Linked DNA regions of Cricetulus griseus: region 1 is linked to region 2. Evidence: chromatin contacts called from public Micro-C data. All regions are on one chromosome and are shown on one strand. Each heading gives the region's core, a stretch centred on a gene start, on an enhancer-like site or on the middle of the called end of the contact. The rest is flanking DNA. Distances are from core to core; before and after follow the strand shown.

Region 1 (7,475 bases), core at 4,858-7,357, 200 kb after region 2:
CAATGGATTAAAAGCCCCAATCTGGTAATAACCTCCCCTTCATGTCTTTTACTGTGAAGCCCTAAAATTCTTCATAGACAGCAATTGGGTAACTTTAGATGGAGGATAACCCCATACAGATATATGCAACTAATATTTTTAGAAGATCCAAAACAGAACCACAGCAAGAATAGAATTTACCTGCCTGTCTTCTCGTGTGTGTGTGTGTGTGTGTGTGTGTGTGTGTGTGTGTGTGTGTGTGTATGTGTGAGTGTGTGTGTGTGTGAGTTTGTGTGTGTGTTGGGGGTTGGGGGATAGTAACTGTTACAGGTAGCCCATCAGAGATGACCACTCAGACACATTTTAGCCAACTGAAAGTCCTTTTTCCAGTGGGCTGGGACTGCATCCAGGCATTTGGGGACCCAGGTATGGCCCAGAGTGTCCAGACCATAGGGTTTTTAAAGGAAGAAACCATGTCTCAGCATCTTGCTCAGCAGCTGAACAGGGGTTCACAGAAGTAAGCAGTTTGAAGCAAGCAGTTTTAACAGAAGCTGAGATAAGTAGTTAGCTGGGGTGGGGGTGTGTTCCCCACAAGCAGGCAATTTAACCAAAGCTAAAATAAGTTAGTTGGGAAATACTGGCCTTTGGTTCCTAGAATAGAGTCGGGTAACTTTCCATGGATTCTCCATGAAGGAGATCACATTCTAGTTAAAATTGAATACAGTGCAACTTAACTCAGCAAGAATCCGAGATGGAGGAACCTGGTCTTGCCTGTCATGGTGACAAGAGGAGAGCGGCAAATGAAGTCTTACTGTGGAGCCTGACATGACACTGCTGATAGAGTTGGTGGGAGCTACATTTCAAACTTGTGTTCAGTTGCTCCTGCTGTCTCTTTCCTGAGAGATATAACGACACTAGCAGAGGGAAATACAACACAGGGAGGGGTGCCACCAGTGTAGGATGAGGCGCTCCTCGGAGATTCTGGGGCCTCTACTGGGGTTACCCAGGCCCTTGGCATCTGCCACAGAAAAGAATATGAGAAGGAGTCAAGAGTGAAAAGAGTGGGTGAATTTATTAAGTAGGAAGACACGGATCTCTTGAAGAGAGTGAGAGTGTGAGCATTAGGAGGAAAAGAGATGCTCTGATGCGTCCCATGAATGACTCTATGTGTCATTTTGGGACTTTGAGATACTTAATTTGCAGCTAAGCTTAAATATCAAGGAGAGTTTGTGTTGGTAAATTTTGTTTTCTACGGAATTCTGTTCTTAAAGAGGAAACTTTTTCTTTGTTTCTTTGTATTTTCAAGACAGAGTTTCTCTTCATAGTCCTGGCTGTCCTGGAACTTGCTCGTAGACAAGGCTGGCCTGGAAGAGGAAGCTTTTTAAGGTACATTGTCTAGGCTTGTTGCTGGAGAAGGGGTGCTAGAGATTGATTCAAGAGATCTTTACTTACAAAGAGCACAAGAAAGTTGGACTGAAGCATAGATTAGTCATTTTTAACAGCCTTGTTTGTGATATTTTTTTCTGAAAGGGGAGTACAGGTTTTTTTGTTTTTTTGTTTGTTTGTTTTTTTGTTTTTTTTCCTGTAGGTGGCCCAGTCAGTTATGAAGAAAACACCTGAGAGTCATCCAGCTAGGCAAACCAGGACTGAGGGACTGTTCCCTCTATTTCCTAACTAGCTATTCTGCTGAAGAACCAGCCTGCCTCCATCTTAGGCTTAAAAGTAAAGACAAACTAGGTTCATTCCTGTTTATGATTAAACCTTGGCTTCTTAAATATTTTCCTATGCCCCACTGTAGGAGGAATTTTTTGTCCCATCTGTCAGCACCCAAAATAACACACAGAGACTTATTAAGTACAAAAAACTTGGTCAATTGCTTAGGCTTGCTCCTAACTAGTTCTTATAACTTAAATTAACCCATATCTTTTAATCTACGTTCTTTTATGTGGCTTGGTTACCCCTACTCTATACTCCCCCTGGTGCTTCTTCTCCATCTGGCTGGCAACTCTACCCTTCTTCCTAGGGTTCTCTCTGCCGAAAAAATCCTGCCTAGCTAGTGGCCATTTAGCTTTTTATTAAACCAATCACAGTGACATGTCTTCACGCAGTATAAAGGAATATTCCACAACACCCCACAATGGTTCTGTACTGCCTGTTCCAGGAATTGGAATCATGTCTTTGTTTCGGGAGGTCATTACGACTAACTTGTTATGTTTGTGTTCTGCACCTGTAACCCCATTTATTTTGACCACCAAATCTCCCATTTGGTATCTATCTATCTATCTATCTATCTATCTATCTATCTATCTAGATATAGATATAGATATAGATATAGATATAGATATAGATATAGATATCATGTCTTCTTCACATCTTGAGCTGCTGTCTAAAATCTCGACTTAGGGTGAGACAGCCGGCTGGCTAGTCCTAGGTGCACCTCTAAAATAAAGCTTGCTTTAGTTGGACAGTTTTGGACTTGGTCTTTCTCCTCACAATTTTCAGGTTTAAAACTGCCTGATTAATGTTAAAATCTGAGAAATCTAGTGTAAGTGTTGTAGCTTTGAAAGATATCCTGGCAACCAGGAGCCAAGGAATACTAAAGTCACATGGCACAACAAACCTCACACAAGAGATTTATTCGGAGGGGGGAAAAACCAGGAGGGTGGCTGCCTCCACTCAGGGGAGAAGCACCAGGGAACTGAACAGAAGATAGAGCTTATACAGAGAGTTTCTTGGGGTGGTGGTGGAGTTTTCCAGGTTGGCCTGGAATGGGTGGGAATTTTTGTGTTCAGATCTTAGGGCAAGCTTAGAGATTGGTAGGATTCTGTGGTCAGACTCTGGGGCAAGCTTGGGCATTGATGAGATTCTATTGCTAGGCTCTGGTCTTTGGCTCAGGGTCAAGTCAGGGTTAGGGTCAGGGTCAGGGTCAGGGTCAGGGTGTTTTTCCTTTGGCTCTGGTCTTGGGGTCATCAGAGCCTTTGGGGTCAAGTCAGGGTCAGGATGTTTCTTCTTTGCCCTGGTCTCAGCATCAGGTCAGGGTCAGGGTGTTTCTCCTTTGCCCTGGTTTCAGGGTCAGGTCAGGGTCAGGGTGCAGTTTCCTTGGCCCTTTTACCCTACAACTGAGAACTTCTTTTCTTTTTTCCTTTTATTGAAAACAGACTTTTTTCCTTACACATAATATCTCTTGCTTATTGTTTCCCCTCTGTCTACTCCCCCCTGCTTCCCCTCCCATCTGGGCCTATCCCCTTTCTGTTTCTGTTTAGAAAACAAACAGGCTTCTAAGGAATAATAATAAAATAAAACATAGTAAAATAAAACAAAATCTAACACATTGGAATAGGACAAAAGAAACAGAATGAGAAGACCCAAGAAAAGGCACAAGAAACAGATATGGACAGAGTCTCACTGGTTTGCACACTCAGCAATCCCATAAAAATACTAAACTAGAAGCCATAATACACATGCAAAGGGCCTGTAGGGTAAAAGAGAGAGAAAAGTGTAGATAAAATAAAATAAAAAATAAGATTAAAAACCAAACAAAACAAAAATAAGAGCAAAAAGGAAAAGCCCTGGAGACATTATGAGACAAGGAACCTCCAAAGATGCCAATGAGGTCCTTTTCTGTTGGCCCTCTACTGCTGGGCATGCAGCCTACCTTCATGAGAAGTTGTCTCCTCAGTGAGACTCCCCTGAAGAAAACTAAATTGTCATTTTCACGTGATTATTGTATAAACTGATGATTTGGCCACTCCATGGTATGGTTAAGGGTAAGTTCTTTCTTTCTTTCTTTCTTTCTTTCTTTCTTTCTTTCTTTCTTTCTTTCTTTCTATCTTTCTTTCTTTCTTTTGTATATATGAAAGCGAGAAGAGCCAGAGGCGTCTGGAAGGGTTCAGGGCAGAGAGAGAAAGAAGTAGCCTGAACATAGGTAGTAGACTGGACCTGGCCATGGGAGAAGCAGAGCGTGTGGTGGTGGGGAGATTGCAGGGAGACAGAGAGAGAGAGGGAGGGAGAGAGAGAGAGAGAGAGAGAGAGAGAGAGAGAGAGAGAGAGAGAGAGAGAGGCCAAAATAGCAGGGTTAAAAGGAGAATGAGTAGCTGTGGGGAGGGAACCCGAGTCCTGGAAAAGTTCAGGGTAGGGGAGGAGGTGAGAAGGGCTAAGATGGTAGCATGGATTCTGAAATGTCTAACAGGTACTTCCGGCACTGAGGGAACCTGGAGATTTGGAAATGGAGTTTCCTTTGACCTGACAGTTATCAATTTGAGGTTACTTCTGAGTTAGGATGGGTCATGCTTCTACTTCTCCTTTCAGCTGTAGGACCCCGTCTGAGGCAGACCTGTGCAGGCCCTGTGCATGCTGTCTCCGTCTCTGTGAGTTCATATGTGCATCGATTCTGCTGTCTTTAGAAGAAAGCTTTGTTTTATTGGTGGCCTCCATCCCCTCTGGCACTTATGCTCTTTCTGCCTCTTCTCCTGGAGGGTTCCCTGAGCTCTGAGGGAAGGGATTTGATGGAGACATCTCCTTTAGGTCTGAGTGCTCCAAGATCTCTCGCTATCTACATAATACCTGGCTGTGGGTCTCTGTATTTGTTCCCATCTGCAGCAGGAGGAAGATTTTCTGATGATGGCTGAATAAGGCACTGATCTATGAGTATAGCAGAATGTCATTACCCTACTGTATGTATGTATGTATGTATGTATGTATGTATGTATGTATGTATTATAACAGCAGTATTTGGTTTTACCCTAGGAACCTGGGCTATCACCCAAACAGTGTTGGGTTTGGGTTCCGTCTCCTATAGTGAGCCTTAAGTCAAATCAGATGTTGGTTGGTTACTCCCATAAGTTTGTGTCGCCATTACACTAGGATATCTTGGGTCAGGACACCTCTGTAGATCAAAGGGCTTGTGGCTGGATTGGTAATGTACATGTCCCTTTTGGTAGCATGCAGAGTACCTTCCTGTACCAAAGATGCTAACACTTAGGAGCAAAGGCTCTATGTAGGCAGCTCAACTTCTCCATGTTCAATGAATTATGTAGGTGTTGCCTTCAGCAATAGAGCCTTGTCATCCGATGGTGGAGAGTGACCTATAGTCTCGGCAGCAGCCTGAGTTGTTTGGGAGTTCCTATGGGACCCTTTTGACCAACAACTCAATTAGATGTAATCCAATCCTGGTACTGGAAGCTTCATTTAGTGACAAGAAATATCCAGTTGTGGCTCTGTCTCCTCCGTTATTTTGTGATATCATTTAGATAGCATATATATATATATATATATATATATATATATATATATATGAAGCTTCTATCTTATTAGGTTTTCATACCACACCTCAAATGGCCCTTAATTTTAGCTCTATCTCCTCCTTTCCCTCCCCTTCTCCATTTGATCCTTTTATTCTAGCTCTCCCCTCCATCCATAACCATCTACTCTATTCCCCTTTCCTGGGGAGATTTGTCAGTCTCACTCTAGTCCTTCCTCTATACCTGACCTCTGTGGTTCTGTGGATTGTAGCCTGGTTAGTGACTTAATAGCTTAAATGCACATATAAGCGAAAACATTCCATATTTGTCTTTCTGGGTTGGGGTTACCTCACTCGGAAAGATTTTTTTTCTAGTTCCATCCATTTACCTGCATCATTCATTCATTCATTCATTCTTTCTTTCTTTCTTTCTTTCTTTCTGCCTGAGTAAATACTTTATTGCGTAAATGTACCACATTTTCTTTATCCATTCTTCTGTTGAGGCACATCTAGGTTGTTTCCAATTTCTGGCTATTATGAATAGAGCAACAATGAACATGATTGGGCAAGATTCTCTCTCTGTGGTAGGATGAAGCGTCCTTTGGGTGAATATGCCCAAGAGAGAGGTATTGCTGGACCTGGAGGTGGATCGATTTCCATCTTCACTGATTTCCATAGTGGCCGTACACGTTTTGCAGTCGCGCCAGCCATGGACGAACTTTATTTTCTATCTTGAACTTTGGAGGGTTGTGTGGAAAGCTGCTCTGACTGGAGCTTACCCAGCACAGCTTCCTCCGAATCCGTCATTTTCCCCATAGCCGTGGTCCTCCCGCGGCGCTGTAAGGGGCTGGAGGTACCCAGAGGTCGCTCTAGTCGGCAACTCGGTGGCCCGGCAGCGGCTGCCGGCCTTCCAGGCGCCGCCATGTTGGGAGCGCAGGGCTCGAACCATGGCGGCGAGCCCCAGGCTGCGGCTGCCAACCCCGGCAGCTCAGCTGGGCACACCGTGCAAGTGCGGCCAGGACTGTATCTAGGCGGGGCAGCGGCGCTGGCGGAGCCAGACCGCCTGATGGAGGCCGGCATCACCGCCGTGCTCACGGTAGACTCGGAACCGGGCTTCCAGGCTGGGGCCGGGTTCGAAGGCCTCCGGAGCCTCTTCGTGCCGGCGCTGGACGAACCCGAGACCGACTTGCTCAGCCACCTGGATCGCTGCGCGGCCTTCATCGGCCAGTCCCGAGCCGAGGGACGGGCGGTGTTGGTGCACTGGTGAGTGAGGGGGCAGCCGTGCCTCGAACCCTGTCCCGCTCTTCTGCGGAGCGCCAGGAGTGAGGGACCGGCTGTCACAGCTGAGATCCTCGCTGCTCATCCTCCTCCGTGGGACGTGTGGCTCAAAGAGGAGGGGAGGGTGGGGAGACCGGCCTCTGGTTTGTCTTTAGCTTGGCTAATTTTGCCGCATCCGTCCGCCCGTCTGTCCGCCCGTCCATCCATCCATCCTCTACCTACCTCATCTCTCTCTCTCCACTTACCTCGTCTATCATCTACATCTCTCTACCTACCTCATCTATCATCCATCCATCCATCCATCCATCCATCCATCCATCCATCCATCCATCATCTTTCTCTTATGTCTCATCTGTCTATAGTTTTGGAGTTGGGTTCATCAGATAAGGTTTAGAAGCTCTGCAAGAGAAATCAGACGCCCATGCCAGTGAATGTAGTTCAGGCCAGATGTATTGGGGTGAACATATGAAATACCTTTCTTCCTCGTCTTAAAAGTCACTGTGGCTAACAAGAGAAAAACATGGCAATTTTGTTTTTGAGACAAGGTCTTACTGTGTAGATCTGGCAGGCCTGGAACTCGCGACGTGGAGCAGGCTGGGCTTCAAAACCACAGATACCCGCCTGTGTCTGCCTCCAGAATGCTGCACACCTTTAGTGCACCGCCATGCCTGAGAATTTTCAAAGTTTTACATGACAGGAACGGGAAAATGCCTGGATTAATTAAGACTAGACAGTCGTATAGGAATGTGATTGGACAAAAGGAGTGTAATCTAGAGAGGGGAAACCCAGCCTGACCTGTATTGATCTTCTCCTCTGGGGTATAGGGCAAGGTCCTTTCTGGAATGATGGCTGTAGGATACACCAGAATAAGTAGATGAGAGAATTGATTTGACCTGCTAGCACATAGGGCAGCCATTCTAGTCCTGCGGCACATTTCCAGTCTTAAGAGAGACTCTCTCTCTCTCTCTCTCTCTCTCTC
Region 2 (6,884 bases), core at 179-2,678:
TATGTTCAACCCTCCAAGATTTCTCCCAAGTAGCTCCAAGGAGCCCTGCATCCTCCCTCACTGGTCCAGAAGATAAACAGGTGCTGGAGTAGACATTTGTGGATCTCGACTTAAAAACTGAAAGCAGTTTTGTACACAGTAAGGCCAGAAATGATGCATGGCTACAAAGGTATCCGCTTCCGTTACAAAACACCTCTAAGTCCAAAAGCTAAGTTAATTTTCTTTTCTGAGACCACGGCACCCCCTAATGGAAATTGCTATTATCTCTCCCGTGAGAGAGTGAGTGTGTGTGTATGTGAGTGTGTGTGTGTGTGTGAGAGTGTGTGTGTGTGTGTGTGTGTGTGTGTGTGTACAATAACAAAAACAAAAAAAAAAGCTGGTAGGTTTTCTAGGCAAGCTACTCAAGAAAATAGGAGAGAAGATGGCACAAACTAAATCAGAATGAATGAAGAAGCAGCAAAGAAAGTATATACTTGAGACAGGGTATCTGTGGCTCAGACTGACCTGTAGCAGAGCCTGACCTTGAATTTCAGATCCTCCGTCCTCCATCTCCTGAGCAATGGGGATTGGATTACAGGCGTGACATACTCAGAGGGAGAAATCGTTTAAAATGGAAACATCTACATTAAGAAAGAGTGTGTTTTACATTTTTAAATTGGAAACAGTAAGTACTGTTCAGCTGGGTTCAGTGATGTTGAGGAAGGAGGAAGGCCTCCCAGAAATACAGCATGAGTTAAAGGACAGTCTAAACAACATTAGTGAGCTCCAGTTCCAAAATAAAAACATAAAAAGTGGGTCGAGGATGTTGCACGGTGCTGAAATGCCTGTCTACATGTGAGAAGCCAGGGTCCAATCCTTAGTATTGGGGTTGGGGTGTGCATTCACGGAGCCATTCCCTGTTATTGGCTGCTCTTCATTGTCAACTCCACTAGATTTAAAATCACCCAGGAGACTCCCTTCTGGGTGTCTGTGGAGGTGTTGTCAGATTTAACTGGTAGGGGAAGACCTACCTGGCATGTGGATCACGGGGGCTGGCAGCCCATGCTGAGGAAAACTGCTGACCACCGACGCAGACCAGTGTTCATCTCGTCAGCTTCCTGTCTGCAGACTCAAGTGTGAGCAGCTGCTTCACACTCTGACACCTTGACTTCCTCACCCTGGTGGACTGTACTCTGGAACTGTGAACCATAATAAACTCTCCCTTCATAAGTAGCTTTTGTCTGGTATTTTGTCCTAGCCATGAGAAAATAATAAACTCTCCCTTCATAAGTAGCTTTTGTCTGGTATTTTGTCCTAGCCATGAGAAAATTAACAATACACAAGCCACACGGTCTCTTGTACTATTCCAGGACTTGGCCAGCAGGGGGCTCACATAACTTTAAAAAATAGATACAAAGCCAGCCTGATCCTCAAAGCGAGTTACAGGACAGTCAGGACTATATAGACAGACCCTGTCTGAAAAAAAAAAAAAAAAAAAAAAAAAAAAAAAAAAAAAAAAAAAAAGAAAGAAAAGAAAAAGAAAACCTGAATAAATAAATACAGGACATTTAAAGAACCCTGAAAGCAGGAGGTAGAAGTGGGAACATGCTATGTAACAAAACAAAGCCATGTTTAAAGAACAAAAAGGGTAGAGGGGTACAGTAGGGATGGCTTATCTCTGCCCCAAAATCAGAATCACCAACTCAAGCTGACAAGACTTGAAGGCTGATGATAGCTCAGAGAGAGAATGGAGTCATCTAGAACTGCTCCTTCATGTGGCTGTAAACGATGCTGGTTCTAATGTACCTTACACTGATAAGTTGTCATGTATTGTTTGATCTCACTAGGAAGCTGGCTCTGGAAGTAGGCTTCTCCCTTTCCCCTATTTCAGACCCCAGCATGCCTGTCTCACAGTGTCCTTCCAGTCTCCTTGTCTATAAATTGGCTGCCCCCCTCCCCACACACATACTCTGTGACAGGGAAAAACAGGGTGTTGGATGCATCTCATCTGAGGCTGTAAGCAGGATCACGAACATCTGGCTTCTTAGAAGACATCTTTTTTAAAAATTAATTTTATTTAGCTATTTTACCATCAGGGCGTTTTCTTCTCATGTCCAGGATGGTAGAGTCTATGTGCATCCCAAGAGAACTAAGGGGAAGATGTGTAACTTTGTCTCATAAAACCGGTGTCATTTCCTCCTTAGTCAGCTTCTCCCAAGGAGATACAGACTACATTGCTCAAGTGAGTACACAGAAATAGCCAAGATACAATGACTGGAAATTATTTAGTGACTGCAGTCCAATGTCCGGTCTTTCTTTTTTGAGAAGCCGCACCCACACTCAGGTTTGTAAGGTGTGTCCTGTCTTTTCTAAACTCCCCCTTGTCTTTCAGTGTCTGTACTTAAGTCTGTATTAAACAGAGTGGTGTCTATACGAATAATCCATACCAGCTCTCAGGAGGTGGAGGCAGGAGATGTCTCCTGAAGGACATCTGAAACATTTTAAACGTGAAGATTAAGAGAAAGAGATGAGAAAGAATAAGACATACTTAAGTGTTCATATGGGCTCTCCAGGGAGAGTCACACTTAAGTATCTCAACATAAGCCATATATACCTGACGTTGCATCTCAAACGGTTGCTTAGGAACACACGTTTGTAGGGTTGTTCTAGAGGAGCCATCGGAGTTGCTTGGAGGATTTGTGGTGAGAGTCCTGGAAAACTGTTTCTTCACAAACGGGAAGGGTCATAATGCCTTAAGTAAATGTTGCTAATTGATTGGGTTTGCAGTACTTTACTTTCTTTTCTCTTTCTTTTTCTTTTTCTTTTTCTTTTTTTAAGATAGGTTCTTTCTATTAAGTAGCTCCAGCCATCCAGAAACTCACCATATAGACCAGGCTGGCCTTGAATTTACAGAGATTCACATACCTCTGCCTCCTGAATGCTGGGATCAAATGCACATGACCCCATGCCCAGCCCTACAGTTCTTGATTCTCAATTGGCCAGAGATTTCTTCAGCCTGACCCTGATGTGAGGGGCTCCTTTCCCATATCCCCTTAAGTTTCTGTCTTCCTATCCTCTTGACACATGGACTTCTTAGTTTCTTTACTCTCTCACCTCTCTGTGAAAACAGGGTCTCCCTAGTCCTGGCTACTGGAGCTTGCTATGTAGCCCAGGTTGACCTGGAACTCACAGAGGCACCAGCCTCTGCCTCCCAAGTGCTGGAATTAAAGGTGTGTACCACCAGCTGTGTAGAATAGATTTGAAATCAGTGGTTCTCAACCTTCCTAATGCTGCAACTCTAAAATACAGTTCCTCCTGGTGTGGTGACCCCCAACCATAAAATTATATTCTTTGCTACTTCATAATTATAACTTTGCTACTGTCATAAGTTGTAATATAAATGTCTGATATGCAGGATATCTGATATGGGACCCCAGTGAAAGGGTCATTCGACCCCCAGAGGGGTCAAGACCTATGGGTTGAGAACTGCTGTTTTAAGTAAAGTTCCTGTGTAAAAGGAGCTTGTGGACATCAGTGTAAATGGCCAGGGTTTGGATCTAGGCCCATCACTTAATAGGATGGGATCACAAGTATGTCTATAACTTTCCCTGACTTGTAATGTTTGATGATGCTGGTTAAATCCATGATTACAAGGATTTGATGGCACTGTAAAGTAGCTTGATGCAAAGTAAATGCGAAACGAACAATTATGATTTCAAAGTTCACATTAGTGAATTAAAGATTCTAGAAGTTCAGTTGTGGTGGTGCACACCTTTAATCCCAGCACTTGGGGGAGGCAGAGGCAAGCAAATCTCTGAGTTTGAGGCCAGCCTGGTCTGTAGAGCACAGAGAAACCCTTTCTCAAAAGACAAAAACAAAACAAAACAACAAAAACAAACTTTGAAAGTTACTTAATGAACGGCAATCTTCCTAAGTTAACTGTGGAACTGTTGGGCCAGGCAGGGGTTGGGGGTGGGGTGCACCACTGCAATCACAACACTCAGGCTAATGGATTTCTGAGGCCAGCCTGGTCTTCAAGGCTACACAGATGAAACCTGTGGCGGGGGTTGGGGTGGAGGATTAAGCTGGAGTGACAGGAACTCAGTTGGAACAAAAGCACCCATTTCCCTTGGGAGCTCTTGTGGTTCTCCTGGCCACAGCCCTGCTACAGAGAGGGTTGGGCCTGCCATTTCTCTGCCCCTCTCTCCTCCTGCAAATGTGTGGCCCCTGAGAGTCACATCCGGCCCCCACTGTCCAGAAATGAGCTCAGCCCCCACTCCTCCCCCCCTTCCCGTGACTCACGCTGGACTACCCGGAAAGCTCTATTGAGACCGTGGGACCGGGCAAGAAGGCAGGACGGCCAGGGGACACGGCGTGGCGGTCCCCCCCCCTTCCCCGCCCCGCCCCGCCCCAGAAGGAACCCGAAGCTTGGGATGGGCCAAAAGTCTGCAAGGCCCCAGGTCCGCAGTTTGGTCTCATGTTTTCTAGAAATGCTTTGCAACCCAGGCCAGCCCCAAATTATCTGGGAAGCCACCACACACGACATCCCTCTGTTTTCGGTTGGCTTCCTTTGTAACCAGTGTTGCAAACGCGAACTTGCTTTCTTCCTGTGAGATAGGTCTATCTGTACAAACCAGCCTCGATAAATCTTCCACCTCAGTCTGGACTCCATGCTATGTGTATTATTATTATTTTTAAAGTAACAAATGTACTTTTAATTGATTTTTCAAGTAAAAACTACACAGGGAGGAGGATCAGCGATTAATTCTGGCTCTAATTTATCAGAACCATATCATCTACATTAGAAAAAAACAAGGCATTATGTCCTCACGGGTCACATGTGCGGCTGGCCACCAAATCTGGTCTATTATATTACATATTTCTTCTTCAGCTCTTCCACTTTCTCCACATAGGTTTTCATGGCACTTTCCTTTGAAGTTCCTTTAAGTTTATTCCAGGAATCCCATTTGGCCTTGCCGTTGAGGGCCAAAAGCCCGGGCCGATCGATCTGTATTTACATCGCCCACGGTGGCTTGTTTGAAGTGGCTGTAGATGAAGAGCATCTCTTCGTCAGTTGGCTGGGTCTCCAGGCGCTTCACCTCCTCAGCAGCTTTGTCAAATTCAGCCTGAGACATTCTGGCGAGGTGATCTGGATCTCGAAAGCCCGGGAGCAAGTACAGGCAGGTAGCACTCAAGTTCTATGTGTATTATTATTACATTGTCTGTTAATATAAGAAAATACCGTAACGGGTACAAAACCGAGTTCATTTAGCTTTCGATTGGAGGCCAAAGGCTCAGTATCAAGTGCTGTCATGTGTCAGTTGTCTGGTGAGGATCTCATGGTGAGAGGAGACAGGTGGAGAGACCCGCTGATCAGAAGCCGAGAGAATTGAGGGACCAGACTTAAAACAAACGAACAAACAACAAGAACAACAAACCCAACTTTATCATAAGAGCTACATTCATAATGAAAGCAACTGCAATGATCTGGACACCTTCCAGCAGCACGAGCACTAGCCCTGTGTGTGTTTGTCTTGGGTGCTCCAACATACGAGCAGGAATGTAGTGGTGATGCCTGGATTAACTCACTGGACCCTACTTTTATTTTTAATTTATTTTTATGTGTACTGGTGTTTTGCCTGTATGTATATGTCTGTGCACCATGCTGGGTGTCTGGTGCTCAGAGAAGCTAAAAGAAGGGGTGGGATGCGTTTCATTCTGGATACTGGGGTCATCTGGAAGAGCAGCTTTTAACCACAGAGTCATCTCTCTAGCCCCATCAGGGCTACTTCTTATATTGCTATCTTCTCAATAGAGCCACAATGGGCACCAAGCTTCTAGCACACAAACATTTGGGGGGATATACTTAAAACATATCCAACCCATGGTACAACATGAGGCAACATATTCTTGGCTTAATACGTGGATACATTGGGTGATGCTATTTTGCTTAACACTATGGGTCAAGGTGAGGGTCCAGTTAGAGGTTAGTGTATGGTCGCAGCTCAATCCTCATCCATCCTGAGTGGAACTCCTGGAGATGAGCAGACTCAGAATGCCAGCACAATGGTGAGTTCTTTCTGATCACCCGGATGAGGTTTTCACTGTGTTCTGGAATGTTTTGCCCTGATGATAAGAGGAGGCCATCACATTATTTGCTTTAAATAAATAATTTTAAAAAGATATACAAAACAAAAAGCAGGTAGCTGAGGCAGGAGTATCACCTTGATTTCAAGGCCAGTATATTAAGAGCACTGTTTGCCTGGTTGCCCTTCTGTGGAACTGGGTTCTGTTCCCAGAACCCACATGGCGGCTCCAGTGTCTTTAACTCCAGTTTCCAAGTATTCAGTGCCTTCGTCTTCTGGCCTCTGAGGGCCCTGACATATATTCAAGCAAAACACCTATATGCATTAAAAATAAATAAAAGGGATTAGGGAAGTCTTATTGAGGCAGCCAGAGCTCCCAACCCAAAGTTGGTAGCAGGCTGTCTTCCTGAGTGAGGCTTCCACAGAAAAGAACAAACACCATGCAGCAGCTAGTAACTAGAGCTGCTTGCAAAAGCAACCATGCTGGAGCTCCCGGCTGAGAGTTCTGGCTTTCTTAGTGAGAGCTAGGAATCTGAACTTGGGTGTTCATACTTACAAAGCAAGCACTTTACTGACTGCCCCCTCTCTCTAGCCATGGGGATTATTTTTTCATAAACATTATTATTATTTCGACAGAGTTTTTCTGTGTAGCCCTGGCTGTCCTGGGACTCACTGTGTAGAATTTAGAGGTCTGCCTGCCTCTGTCTCCCGAGTGCTGGGATTAAAGGCATGAGACACCAGCACCCAGCTCCATAAACTTATTTTTCTGTGTATGTATGTATACCACCTATCTGCAGGACAGAAGATGTCAAATCCTCA

The links. A called contact is a pair of places that touch in the nucleus more often than the background predicts.
Region 1: a Micro-C map of the CHO-K1 cell line shows a contact between it and region 2, with 5 times the contacts expected there. The contact joins the promoter of Dusp12 here to the promoter of Cfap126 in region 2. A contact is called at or near these places in 2 of 8 Hi-C or Micro-C datasets (both in the CHO-K1 cell line).

What each region holds. Positions count from the first base shown.
Region 1 is chr5:21,945,599-21,953,073 of CriGri-PICRH-1.0, forward strand. It overlaps Dusp12 (dual specificity protein phosphatase 12), which reads left to right and starts at 6,108. Exons shown (of 6, transcript XM_027417056.2): 1 at 6,108-6,481. The coding sequence starts at 6,141.
Region 2 is chr5:21,746,858-21,753,741 of CriGri-PICRH-1.0, forward strand. Cfap126 (protein Flattop) reads right to left here and starts at 1,429. Exons shown (of 6, transcript XM_035445223.1): 1 at 1,011-1,429. It also overlaps the pseudogene LOC103164124.